Linked DNA regions of Danio rerio: all the other regions are linked to region 1. A link is a contact called in public Hi-C and HiChIP or PLAC-seq data. All regions are on one chromosome and are shown on one strand. Each heading gives the region's core, a stretch centred on a gene start, on an enhancer-like site or on the middle of the called end of the contact. The rest is flanking DNA. Distances are from core to core; before and after follow the strand shown.

The links. A called contact is a pair of places that touch in the nucleus more often than the background predicts. HiChIP or PLAC-seq counts read pairs in DNA pulled down with a chosen protein or histone mark.
Region 2: a Hi-C map of an unstated tissue shows a contact between it and region 1, with 2.7 times the contacts expected there. The contact joins the enhancer-like site here to the promoter of trib3 in region 1. A contact is called at or near these places in 4 of 18 Hi-C or Micro-C datasets (caudal fin, embryo, hematopoietic stem cells and 1 more) and 1 of 4 datasets of contacts at active chromatin or transcription factors (embryo).
Region 3: a contact with region 1 is called in an H3K4me3 HiChIP or PLAC-seq map of gastrula embryo, with 3 times the contacts expected there. The contact joins the promoter of sox12 here to the promoter of trib3 in region 1. A contact is called at or near these places in 1 of 18 Hi-C or Micro-C datasets (hematopoietic stem cells) and 2 of 4 datasets of contacts at active chromatin or transcription factors (embryo and gastrula embryo).

The regions. Positions count from the first base shown.
Region 1 is chr11:26,107,496-26,111,783 of GRCz12tu, forward strand. trib3 (tribbles pseudokinase 3) reads right to left here and starts at 2,001. Exons shown (of 4, transcript NM_212869.1): 1 at 1,927-2,001; 2 at 127-414; 3 at 1-32. The coding sequence starts at 414. It also overlaps a transcript of pnp4a not described here.
Region 2 is chr11:26,304,640-26,308,927 of GRCz12tu, forward strand. LOC141376608 (a long non-coding RNA gene) reads right to left here. Exons shown (of 3, transcript XR_012387166.1): 2 at 2,157-2,352; 3 at 1-2,027. It also overlaps a transcript of pnp4a not described here. Among named protein-coding and RNA genes, the nearest start is that of pnp4a, 33 kb to the right of the region's middle. Within about 2 kb of position 2,107, at least 6 of the 62 cell types and tissues checked have an H3K27ac peak or open chromatin away from gene starts, as enhancers often do.
Region 3 is chr11:26,241,019-26,245,306 of GRCz12tu, forward strand. It overlaps sox12 (SRY-box transcription factor 12), which reads right to left and starts at 1,757. Exons shown (of 2, transcript NM_001030278.2): 1 at 1,518-1,757; 2 at 1-1,107. The coding sequence starts at 1,056. It also overlaps a transcript of pnp4a not described here.

The DNA of each region.
Region 1 (4,288 bases), core at 751-3,250:
ATGAACTCATGATACTTCTTCATGGAAAACACCTGGTGGAGACATAACAAAATATCAGCATTATTGATTTTCATTATATAAAACTGTGATTAGAAATGTGTGCTTTTATAATGCATCTGTACTTACTTTGCATGTGTATTCCTGTTCTGTGACCTGATGAACCGCTCTGAAGGTTTGAGCTACTTCTGTGGCCTCCAGGAGGATGTATGGTCCGATCCGGGAGACGTGGTGCTTTTCAGACCCTGGCTGTTCAAGGCTTTGTGACAGGGGGCGAAGGCAGGGCGCAAGACCTGGGGAAGGAGGCTGACTGAGTCTACGGCGCTTGCATTTGAAGGTATCATTGCTGTGAGAGTCCTCAAAGTCAACTCGCTTCAGTCGCAGTGGAGGTGTAGGAGTTGACAGGTTCATACTCATCTGTGATCAAAATAAATGAAAGAAACGGATGAGTTCATGACCTTGTGACAACAAGATTGAACAGGTGTTTGAAACCCTTAAATGTGATTATTCCTGTTGACAGACACTCAAATGTAATTTAGATATATGAAATACATATTTTACATTTCTTTTACACTAATGTATGAAGACTTCAGATGCAAAAACCTCTAAGTGCCGTCTGAAACTTCAGTCGAAAATGATTTTTTCTCAGCCTCTTTTGCTTGTGTTATTTCACAATAAAGACCAGGAAAAGAACTTATTTTTGTCATCCTAGTATTCAGATGGCAATTAGAGGTTTTTGCATCTGAACTCTTCATATATTTATTTATTTATTTTACAACTTTTATGCTCTGAACACATGCCCAGAGCAAGAAGCACCCTGTTGGCCCAGAATGTTCCTGGACCCCAATTTGAAAAGCCTTTGCTTAATCAGATAGTCAACTTAAAAAATGTTTTCACCTTTAAGTAACTTCAAATCTTTCTGAGTTTCTTTCTTGTGTAACAAAAACAAGAGGATTTTTGAACAAAGCTGAACAAATGCAACCATTGACTTCCACAGCAGGAAAAATACTATGAAGGTTACAGGTTTTCATCTTTCTTCAAAATACAAGATATAACACAAGAGATAAGCTCATTCATATATAAAAACAATGAAATATTAATAAATGATTACAAACTTCAGACTTTTAAGTGAACTATTCTTTTTAGAAACCAATAAACACGAGTCCATTCACAAAGGTGACATGAAAAAAAATGCCAAACTGAGTACTTTTGAGTGTTGCACCACACTTGAACACTGAGTAACCGTGGGACATTATCTCAAACAAACTAACTAACTAAACAAGAACGGGAGGTTCATTAATGTTGTGTAATGAAAGGAGGTAATTTAAAACTGCTGAATGACTATGTGATGAGGAGTGCTGCTTGATCATACTGACTCAAGTTCCGTTCGAAATGTTGCTCGGCGCCTGTGACTCATACAGTGTTTAAGTTATTACACATTCAAGCGTACGTCATAAAATGACGTAGCCAAGTTTCTTCCACTTCAGTATTGTTTAAACAAAGTTTATTTATGTAGGCTATTAAAACATTGTGTCAGAATTCATAAGAATACACTAAGTAAACAAAAGCATGTGTGAGGTCAAATGTAACTTGAACCAGGTCACGTCGGACTCGAACCTAAAATTCCAAAGCCAGCATTTATCAGCGTATGTGTAAACCAATAGGTTACATCATACAAATATTTGTTCTCCAAATTACAAATAAGTGTAAATACTTTTAAAAGACTTAATGTTATTGTGTGAAGTGCAAGTTCACAAAGTTCAGCTCAACGCTACTTTTTTTATATAATCTTCAACCACACAAAGTCTTTCTTAATAATGTTTTAAATGGGAAAGTTGATCATTAATTGACTCAAATCTTGGTTGGAAGCACCAAGTCGTGATTTACAGTTATTAATGTGACGTTTGAAGGTTCACAGGAGTGACTTACCTCGCTGCTTTAGACAAAGGACCCGCTCCTCTCCAAAACAGAACAATGAAAACTACAGGCGCACTTAGTTGTGTCTACTTGTCAGAGAACATTTCCACCGGCGGAAAAAAAAACATTAAGTATTATGAAAGGAGCACTTGAAAACTTTCAGCTGTAGTTAATAAGATTTTTTGCATAAGACCGAAAAGTCGTCCCCAGTGAAAGGAGAATAAATATGAGTCAGTTTGAAAGGACACGCGATTTGTAAAGAATCCACGTTTACTGCGTTTTGCAAGATATTCGTGCACGTTTAGCTTCTTTTCGTTGTTATTATGTCTTCTTCTTTGTCTTGTGAGTTGAGCAAATTGATACTTGTGAGTCTGGCGGCAACCCCAAGAGCTCTTCAGTTGTTGGCACGGATGTCTTTGTTCCTTATTCCCGCTGAATGAACGCGTCCTGCATGGACAATATTTCCCTGGCTCTTGCTGATGGTGAAACGTCGCTCTGTGGTCGGATGGAGTTGGAGATCATTCGCGATGAGTTTCGGGTTAATAAAACTTGATACGACGTTCTTAAACGCAGTTAACTGTAAGTTTAGCCATACGACAAAACAAACAAGGAATAGTCTGAAGAAAGTTATAACTAGAGGACGCGTCCGTTTTGGTGACAGCCACAAATGGAAAAGTAATCCTGTAGTTGGTCTTTTTGATTGATGCCGAAATAAAGGTCCCTTTAGTGATGAGATCACAAATCAGACGTGGCCCCTCAGCCTGAACGTCCGACTGTAAAGTCTCAATTCGGCTGGGCACGTCTAATATGCTCAGTGTGTTACACCAGCCTGACTCGATGATGCTGTTCTTAGTAAGATTGCGACATCCTGACTCCGCCCCCTCTGGTCTGACGACATCGAGTACAGAGCTTCGCAATAGTATGCACTACTGTTGAAGTTTGCTAGGGGAGGATTGCGAACACAAAGCGTGGCGTTTAATGGAGAGGTTTTAGCCGGTTTTAAACAGTAAACACGCCGAACTGACCATAAAAGCTCGACTCTGTGGAAAAGCACCGAGTATTTTGTGCACACATGTGCTGTTGATAGATTGAAATTGAACAGCGAGCTAGGGAACATAACGAAGGAAATAATGTGGTAATGTGTTCGTGAAAGGGTAACCCGTGTTATGTTGCTGTTTAAACGTTATGTTTGTCCTTTTTTAGCCGTTGTGAAGATTAATGCCCCACCCCTGTGTATGACTCAATACCAATGGTGGTGTTACACATCAAGTGTTTGTCAGGCTGACATGCAGGTAGATGTCTGATAAAGAGAAACATATACCTCATTGGAAAGATGGGCTAATAGATGTTATATTGATGTCAAATTGAGACCTCGTTGAAATGCAAATATAGCCTATTAATCAGACATTTTATTATGATTTATTTAATATACACTTTTAAACTCTTAATCAATGTAAACTTTCAAAATGTGCAAAACAGATTGACTGACATGCTTTTTAAACTATATAAATTCTGGTTATAGCAGCTGCTAAATATTTCTTATAGACGCCATGCTTTGTGTTGCAATCCATCTCTTGCGAACTTCATCAGTAGTGCATACTATTGCGAAGATCTGTACTAGATGTCATCAGACCCGATGGCGACATACAGGTAGATAAATCTGGAACAAAACAGAAAAATATGCACCCTAAAGGAAAGAAAATATGCTGTGCCTCATTTCAAAGCTGCACGCTTTATCAGCTGTTTCACTGAAAAGTAAAAATGAAATGATTGTAATGTACACCTCAGGAATGGCAGTACATTTCTATTAAACATTCTTGATGACATATGCGGGTGAAAATGTGACCTTCTGCAGGTCCTAGCTTTGATGCAGACAAAGCTATTGTTTATTCTGAAAGAACACACTAATTTGAGCGAACCAAGTCAGACATTTCAATGATAACTCAAACATTGTTTGTTAAATTCTCCCCAACCAATCATAATGTTAACTACAATTTTACTTGCAACTCATTTAAACCTCCTCAAAGCAATTCAAATTTCCTTGCTGCAATCATGTTTAGTGAACTAATAACAGTTTATACGAAATCTCAACCTAATTACAAGTTTTTGCAAATGCAAGTTGTTTTATTTCTAACCTATTTTCCGTTTTAGGCTGTATTATTGCTGACGTTCTATTTATTTGCTACACTGGATGTTTACTCTTTCACAGATGACCTACAGTAAGCAGGTTGCAGTGACAAACGCTGTAACCCGAGGCAGGGTGCACCAGGCAGTCGGCAGGATGCCTCCACAACGCTCATGGTTTCAAGTTGAGTCAGAGGTTTCGTGTGTGGGTGGAAAGAGGTTTCCTGGGCTGTTCCACCATCAGAGGCCT
Region 2 (4,288 bases), core at 857-3,356, 200 kb after region 1:
GTAGAGGTGTGAACATATACTGGTCTCACGGTTCGGTTCGGTTACGATTATCATGCCTTCTAATCGGTTCATTTCGATATCTCGGTGCATCACGGTGCATTGACGTTGCTTTCTATATTCAGTGTTATATTTTAGGGGGAGGCCATAAGAAGCTGTCTGTATAAACACACTGACACACAGCACCACACTGTCTTTTATTCAAACACATACACAAACATAGACAGCACCAAACAAATAAACAAACACACACACACACACACACACACACTTAAGCCCTCGCAATAGGGAGAGCTCGCGCTGAGCGGAGCAGAAAAATGAAAAAAATGAAAAAAAAGAAGCACTTTTCCGACGGTCCCTTACTGAGAGCTCCTCTCAGCGCGAGCTCTCCCGGCTAAACACATATTGCGAGGGCTCAAACGGAGCAGTGCTCGTAATGTCGAGTGAAAAATAACAAAGACAGCTGTAAAACACAACCAGCTTTGTCTTTTTGTAGGAAACACACTTTAGATCTTTTTAGGGTAAGAGGTTTTTGAGTTATTGCCGTCTGTAACTGAATGTGTGTCAGGAATATCGAAAACAAAACCAACTGAACTGCGCTCATTTCTGGCGCCCCCCTGGCGCTATGGCTATTTGCCTATGGTGCCTATGCCTCGGGCCGGCCCTAAGTTGGCTGAGTGTTGTAAATACTTGTGCTCACCTCCCTCGCGACAGAGCGCATTAGAAATAAATGACGTCAGTACATAATAACCGGTTATGATTAATACTGAACTGATGCCGAATTGTCCGTGTCTGCATCGCGGTGCACCTAATAAACAATTAATTTTGACACCCCTAATTAAGAGAGCAAAATGTTGACAATAAAAGTAATCTCACGTGTTTATAGTTGATAAAAAGACTTGTTAGAGTTTCATTTTCATTTTCATTGAAGATTTAGAAGATTTTCATGTAATGCTTTGAGTTTTGGTTGCAGAAGCACCCATGCTTTGGGTGTTGGCAGCTTAATAGGAAAAAATACAGCTTGTTGCTTTGCTCAGTGAGCAATAACTGTCCTAAAATTAGCCATAGCGCACTGCTACGCGTTTAATTTTGTGTTTATACAACAGTTCGACAGCATAATTGTGTATTTAAAAAAGAAAATCTAACACAGAGACTTAAAACCCTTTGTACGTGGAATTACTTTTTTCCGCCCTTTCAATTTGAATGATTCTCTAGCGTAATGTCTAAAGTGATGAAAAAACAGGTGATTTTGCTCACATTAGTTTTGCATCAAATTAGTTCTGAGATCAGTCTGTAACTGTCTGTAACTCATGAAATACGCTTAAAAATGTCTCATAGTTTTATTGTGAATTTTCTAAGAGACTTCAAAATTCAAATTTTCTATGAGACTTCAAAATATACGACACATAATAAACATAAACGATATTATCAGACCTTTGAGTTAAAGTTAAATAAAAATACAAATGTATTTCAACTTTTATTTGATAAAATTATGTTGGAGCAGCTCAGCTGCATTTAATTGTGTAAATAGTTGTTTTGTAGTTGGTGCTAAACAATTTTATTGGATGTAAATTCTGCCCTCAATTAAATTGAGTTCATCCAATGAGTTATTTTCTTGAGTGTACATTTTATAAAGGGCTGTTAACAACCTTCCAGTAAATCAATAAAAATTTATATGAAATATGACTTACTTATATTAGACATTTGTCTAATTTTACCATTAGATTTCAAAATATACAAAATAACAAATAATTCAGTAAAATAAAGACATTTATTTAACATTTAATTAAAACGTTAAAATCTCACTCTGCTTTTTCTGGTATTCTCTATATGTTGACCTGTAAAGTGTGCTTAAACTTGTAATCTTTCATATAATTTCATTGTAAATAAGGCTGTTACCAACCTTGCAGAAAATCAATAAAAACTTCAATTAAAAAAAAGATGGCAGGGCTCCAAGTGTCCTCCTCCTCCTCCTCTTTAAAAGCGGGCATTGCCTCTTCCCCTCCTCCGTCTGCTCCCCCTTCGTTCCCCTGCAGCCAAAAGTGGGGAGACGAGGGGGATTTGGAAGGGAATTGGGGCAGATAGATTGTGAAAAGCGTGACAGCTGGAGCAGACCCTGGGAGGCTCCGTCTTGTTAATCTATGCAGTGTTTCACTCACCTAATTGTTCCCATTTCAGTCTGATCAGCAAAAGAGCCGCTGAAATATCGGATGCATGTGTGAAGCTTCTCTGCCGCTGTTATTGAACCAGCGCTGTCTTTAAAGGTGAGCTAGACCGCAGCTTTACTCCCCAGAGTCGACTGGGTTTGTGTGGGTCACCGTCAGGGTGTGATGAACTCCCCCTCCAGCCCACAGTCTGAACCAATATGAAAATAAAAAAACAAAAGAGTAAATACCAGAGTCGTGTGCCGTTCAGAAGTGCATTGACATTTGCGATGCTGGATTTTAATTGTGATTGGAGATAGAATGTCTAACACCTCTTTTGTAGGAGACTTCAAGCCTTTTAATAAATGTTATACATTCATTTTTGGCTAAAATTAAATAATAATATAAACAATGTTCATATGTGACCCTGGACCATAAAATCAGTCATAACTTATTTCTCTTTAAACATCAGTATCACAGTTCATCTATATACATCACCTGAAAGCTGAATAAATAAGCTTTTCAATGATCATTGGTTTGTTAGGATATTAGGAACTATTTAAAAATCTGAAATCTGAGAGAAAAAATTCTAAATATTGAAACAAAGTGTCTTTAAAGTTGTCCAAATTAAGTTTTTTTTTATTTAAATTGACAAAATATCTTCATGTAATATTCTTAAAATTGTATTTTTGGCTATTAACATACAAAATATGAGTAAATAATATTATTAAATTAGTGAAGCAAAAATGTTTAACATTAACACGATATTTATTGTAAAAATGTAATATCATAATTAAAATATTATATTATTTAATATTTGCTATAAGTTGTGTGTGTGCATATATATATATATATATATATACAGTTGAAGTCAGAATTATTAGCCCCTCTGAACTCTTAGACTCCCTGTTTATTTTTTCCCCAATTTCTGTTTATCGGAGAAAAGATTTTTTTTTTAACTCATTTCTAATCATAATAGTTTTAATAACTCATCTCTGATAGCTGATTTATTTTATCTTTGCCATGATGACAGTAAATATTATTTGACTAGATATTTTTCAAGACACTTCGATACAGCTTAAAGTGACATTTAAAGGCTTAACTTGGTAAATTTGGTTAATTTGGCAGGTTTGTTCTGTAGACAGTCGGGGAAAAAATTGCTTAAAGTAGCTAATAACTTTGTCCTTAAAATTGTATTACAAAAAAATTATAACTGCTTTTATTCTAGCTGAAATAAAACAAATAAGACTTTCTCCAGAAGAAAAAAATATTATCAGACATACTGTGATGAATTTCTTGCTCTTTTAAACATCATTTGGAAAATATTTAAAAAAGAAAAACAAATTCAAAGGAGGTCTAATAATTATCATATATAATTCATAATATAATATTCATTAAATCATTTTCTTTTCGGCTTAGTCCCTTTATTTATCTAGGGACGCCATAGCGGAATGAACCGCCGACTTATCCAGCATATGTTTTATACAGCGGATGCCCTTACAGCTGCAACCCATCTCTGGGAAACATACACACTCATTCACACTTATACACTATGGACAATTTAAGTTACCCAATTCACCTGTACCGCATGTCTTTGGACTTGTGGGGGAAACCGGAGCACCCGGAGGAAACCCACGCAAACGCAGGGAGAACATGCAAGCTCACAGAAACGCCAACTGACCCAGCCGAGACTCGAACTAGGGACCTTCTTGCTGTGAGGCGACAGCACTACCTACTGCGCCACTGCGTCACCTATAATATAATATAATATAATATAATATAATATAATATAATATAATATAATATAATATAATATAATATAATATAATATAATATAATATAATATAATATAATATATACGATGCAGGTCGAGTGCCTTATCGTCCCACCAGTGATGATATACATTCATATCCCACTGCTACGAGTGTGATCTTGTATTTAGACAACAGTTTGATAGCCTAATCGTGTTTATAAAAAAAGAAAATCAAGCACGTAAAATTCCTTTTTTACGAGGAATTACTTTCTTCCCCCATTCTTTCACATCTGCCGCTAACGTCCGATCAGTCTTTACCAACGTCATTTTAGAGCTAGTATTTAAATGATTCTCTAGGGTAATATCTAAAGTGATGACAAAACAGGTGATTTTG
Region 3 (4,288 bases), core at 507-3,006, 130 kb after region 1:
CATTTCATTCACCTCTGGAGTGCAGTAATCTGGGAAGTCAAAATGAGATCCTGAGTTGGCGTTAAATGCTTCAAAGTCCTTGTCCAGAGCGGAACAGTCCATAGGCATACTGTTGGAAATTATATGCAAGAGTTCCTCGTCCAGTTCCTCATCCGAACATGCTGACGACACCAAAGAGGAGGAGCTGGTCGAGGTCGGAGTGGAAGATCTTCCAGATGTGGACCCTCGTGGTTCGCTCGTCGTGGACTCTGGGAAAGCCTGGCATTCGCTGTCCGAGGAGAGACTCTGGATGCTGCTGGTTTGAGAGATGGGCACTTTCACTCTGAGCTCAGGAATTGGTTGCTGGTCCTCAGATTGAACAGTAGCCTGCTGGTGAAGGACAAAGTGACTTGACGTGTTGCGATCGTCTTGCTGAGTCACTGGACTTTCTAGGTTTACATCCATGGTGTCGTCGTCGCTCATGCTCTCACTGTAGCTCTTGTATTTATTGCTACTAAAGTTCATTTTATGCTTTGAAGAAGCAGGTTTGATCTTAAGCCCTTTGCAGGAGAGCCCGGAAGATCTTCCTGGAAGGGGCTTGCTGGATTTCATAGGCAACTTCTCACCAAGTTTGACAGGGGTTGAGCCCTTGCTTTTCTTCCTGGGCCGGTACTTGTAGTCAGGATAGTCAGCCATGTGCTTTAGACGCAGTCTTTCGGCCTCTTTGATAAAGGGTATCTTCTCATAGTCAGGCAGTAGTTTCCAGCGTTTCCCAAGGCGCTTTGAAATCTCTGCATTGTGCATATCAGGCCATTGCTCCATGATCTTCCGTCTCTCAATCTGAGACCAGACCATAAAAGCGTTCATTGGTCTTTTGATGTGCCCAGTTGGAGTTTTGCACCAGTTGGGGTCTTTGTTAGAAGGTACATGTCCAAACACCTCGGCATCGTCCTCAGCCGCCAGTCCCACAAACACCTCCCTGCTTGAATTGCTGTCCATGACTGACGAGTATTTGTGGGTTCTTTGCTGAACCATGATGCAGCGCTGAGATCTATTCAGTAGGTTCCCTAGAGTCATCCATGACGAGACACTCTAAGATGCAGCAACTCACCAATTCCAGCTTTTATCCTGAAATAGGGACAGATATGCCTTCAGTGACCTCTTATAAACTTGTTTGTTAAATATAAATGACATTGTGCTGATTTCTTAAGATGTAATATGTGTTGTGTGTTGTTATACACAGTACCAAGTGTTTAATAATTGTTTATGATAATATTAATGATAACAAAAATATATGTAAACGTATAAAATGCACACTGTAAATGCACACAATGTATGTAAACATTTATTTCTGATAAGTTTTAATATTACTTTATTATAGTACTACTTTTTAAATATACTATCACTGTACTACATTAATATTGCTACTCTTGTTACTATATATATATATATATATATATATATATATATATATATATATATATATATGTACACATATAATTATATATGTAATTTTGAGATAAATGTTTGGTACTTACAATACAAGCGAAGACAGCTTCTGCTTACTATGCACAATTACTTTTTCTCTTCATATAAGCATTTCCTCTGCTGTAGCAGTTGTGGTGCAAGTCAAAAAAAAAGCTGTCCAGCGTCTGCCTGCTGTTTTCTTCCTCTGTCCCGCATGCGGATCCTCTCTCTCAGACGCTCTCTATCCTCTCCGTCACTCTCTCTATCCTCGTCTGCCGTTCCTCCTGCCTCTTTGTAGAGACGCCCCCCCTCGTCTGCTGTTTTATAAACCCACACTGTAAACAGCTCAACCTTAGCAGACACAGTCTCCTCCCCTTCCACCCACTGCTCTGTGTGTCGTGTGTTTGTGTGCATGTGGGTGTGTGAGTGTCAAGGATGGGGGGGTGAAAGTTTCCATGCAGTGAGGCACAGCTACAGTGCAGCGGATGGAAAGAAAGAGATGCTAACTGAGGAGGTGTTAAATGCTACAAGCAAAAACTTAAATTAGGACAAGACCTTCAAGGCAGTCTGGCACATGTAGAATCATGTTTTCATCGGTTTGTGTGTTGTAGTTTTTGATTTGCATTGCTGGAACTGGCACAACTGCAGGCATGGATACAGTGTTGGCATTTTTAGCTTTCTGATGCACAATGCATAGAAATATGAAAGTAAACATTTGATTCTGTTTTATAACTAACTTTTTTAGTTTTGGGGCTCTTTAGTTTTGATTGTCTTTGCCTTGATTTATTACAGTAAATTAATATTAAAATAAATAAAGGGAATAAGCCGAAAAGAAAATAAACGAATGAATGAATAATATTAAAATAATAATAATAACAATAATATATAAAATATATTATTATTATTATAACAACAGCAATTATCAGTATAATTCAAATAAATAAAATAATATTTTAGTTTCTATCACAATTATATAAAAGTATAATGTTAATAACAATTATTGTTGTTTTTGTTATTATTATGATACTACTAATAATAATAACTAATAACTACTAATTAAAATAAGCAATTTAAATATTATTAAGCATTGTTTTTATTGTGATTTTTTTATATTGATTTTATTTACCTATAAGAATCTCTATATGGGCCATTTATTCAACCTAGGCTCATTATTGATTCATAACCCTCTATACAGATATTTATATCCCTATATACGCAGTGTACACTTTTTCAGATCTCAAATTTTTCTCGCGAGTGCCATTTGTGTCTGCTGTTTTTGCATCAATCCACCAGAGGCCACTGTCGACTGACAGACATCCGACTGACCAATCACCCCACCCACCCCTTCCCTAAACTCAACCGATAGTGTTTTCAAAAGCACCGATTGACCCGATCAACCACTTCCCTCAACCCAACCAATAGTGTTTTTAAAAGCAATGATTGACCCGATCAACCACTTGCCTAAACCCAACCAACAGTATCTATAAAAGCAATCCAGAAAAAGTAAAGCCCTTGCGGCTACCTAACTTTTACCATGTTTTCAGATCTCACCATGTTCTCACCACATTATTTAGTTGTTTATTTTATTTTTTTTGGCTTTTGTTTTTGTTTTACCTGCTTTCTGGAACCTTGCTTCCCCAGACTTGAACCCCATCGTTGCAATTAAAATGTCTCGACCTCTCAAGTTTGATGATGTACACGGCGAGCCACTGGACAAACTGGTAACAGAAGAAAAGCCATCCACACTGAGGTAAATAGACAGCCGGTATAATAAAAAGAAACAGAGGTCGGCGACGGCATCATACCGCCTCATACGTTCATTTTAAAGACAAAATGCAATCATACATAGCTCTGGCTACATAATTATTGCTCTCCAGAAATGTATACGGCACACCTGTCAACCTGTCAACCGATTTTTTTTCTCGGGATTCTCCCATATTTTACAATTCTATTTCGCTGTCATTCCGCATGAAGATTTTACCGTATTTCTCCTGTATTTTCAATCTTTCTATAAAGGGTGACAACCAAACCACCACGGGACGCCCTTTGCTTTTAAATGTCAATCTGTTCTATGCTTTCATTTTATATTCAATGTAAAAAATTCATAATTTTATGGTTTATTTCCGGCAGCTGGGGTGCCGAAAAAAAAGGACAATAACAGCTGTTAAATTACAGAAATTTACTGTAAAATAACAGAGGTTGAATTACAGAAATTTAAACTTAAGGAAATTTGTATAATTTAATGTGCGTTCTTTTATGGTAAATTTCTACAATTTATTTTTTTACACGATTTATTAATTTACCCCAGCTGCTGGAAATAAACCGTAAAATTATTAATTTTCATAGAATTTTTTTTTTTTTTTTACAGTGTAGGCATGAAAACACTAAAATAAATATAAAAACGGCAGGAATCCTTTTCTTTCCATTACAGACACCATTGCCCCGACTTTGCAATCCTCAAAAAAGTCAGTTCATGTATTGGTGCATGGCTATCAGGTACGCTCCATAGTAATAAACAGATGCTGTTTCCCTTCTGTACCCGCAATTTGAAGTGAAGCGAAAGTGAATACTTTGGGTTTTGGGTGCGAGTTTGAACAGATATATACACATAATATTAATAATAATATTAATAATAACATCTAAACATGCCGTTTTTGGCAGGTTTTTGTCTTAATAAATTTTGTCTTAATAAAAAGTTAGGAAAGCAATCGAATGCTTTTATTATAGATCTGTGCATTTTTAAAGTGACACCTCTTTTATTTAATGAAATCAAATGGAAAAAAATTTGATGACTTGATTCTATTTATTTATAATAGCTATTCATTTGAATAGGCTAAGCTGT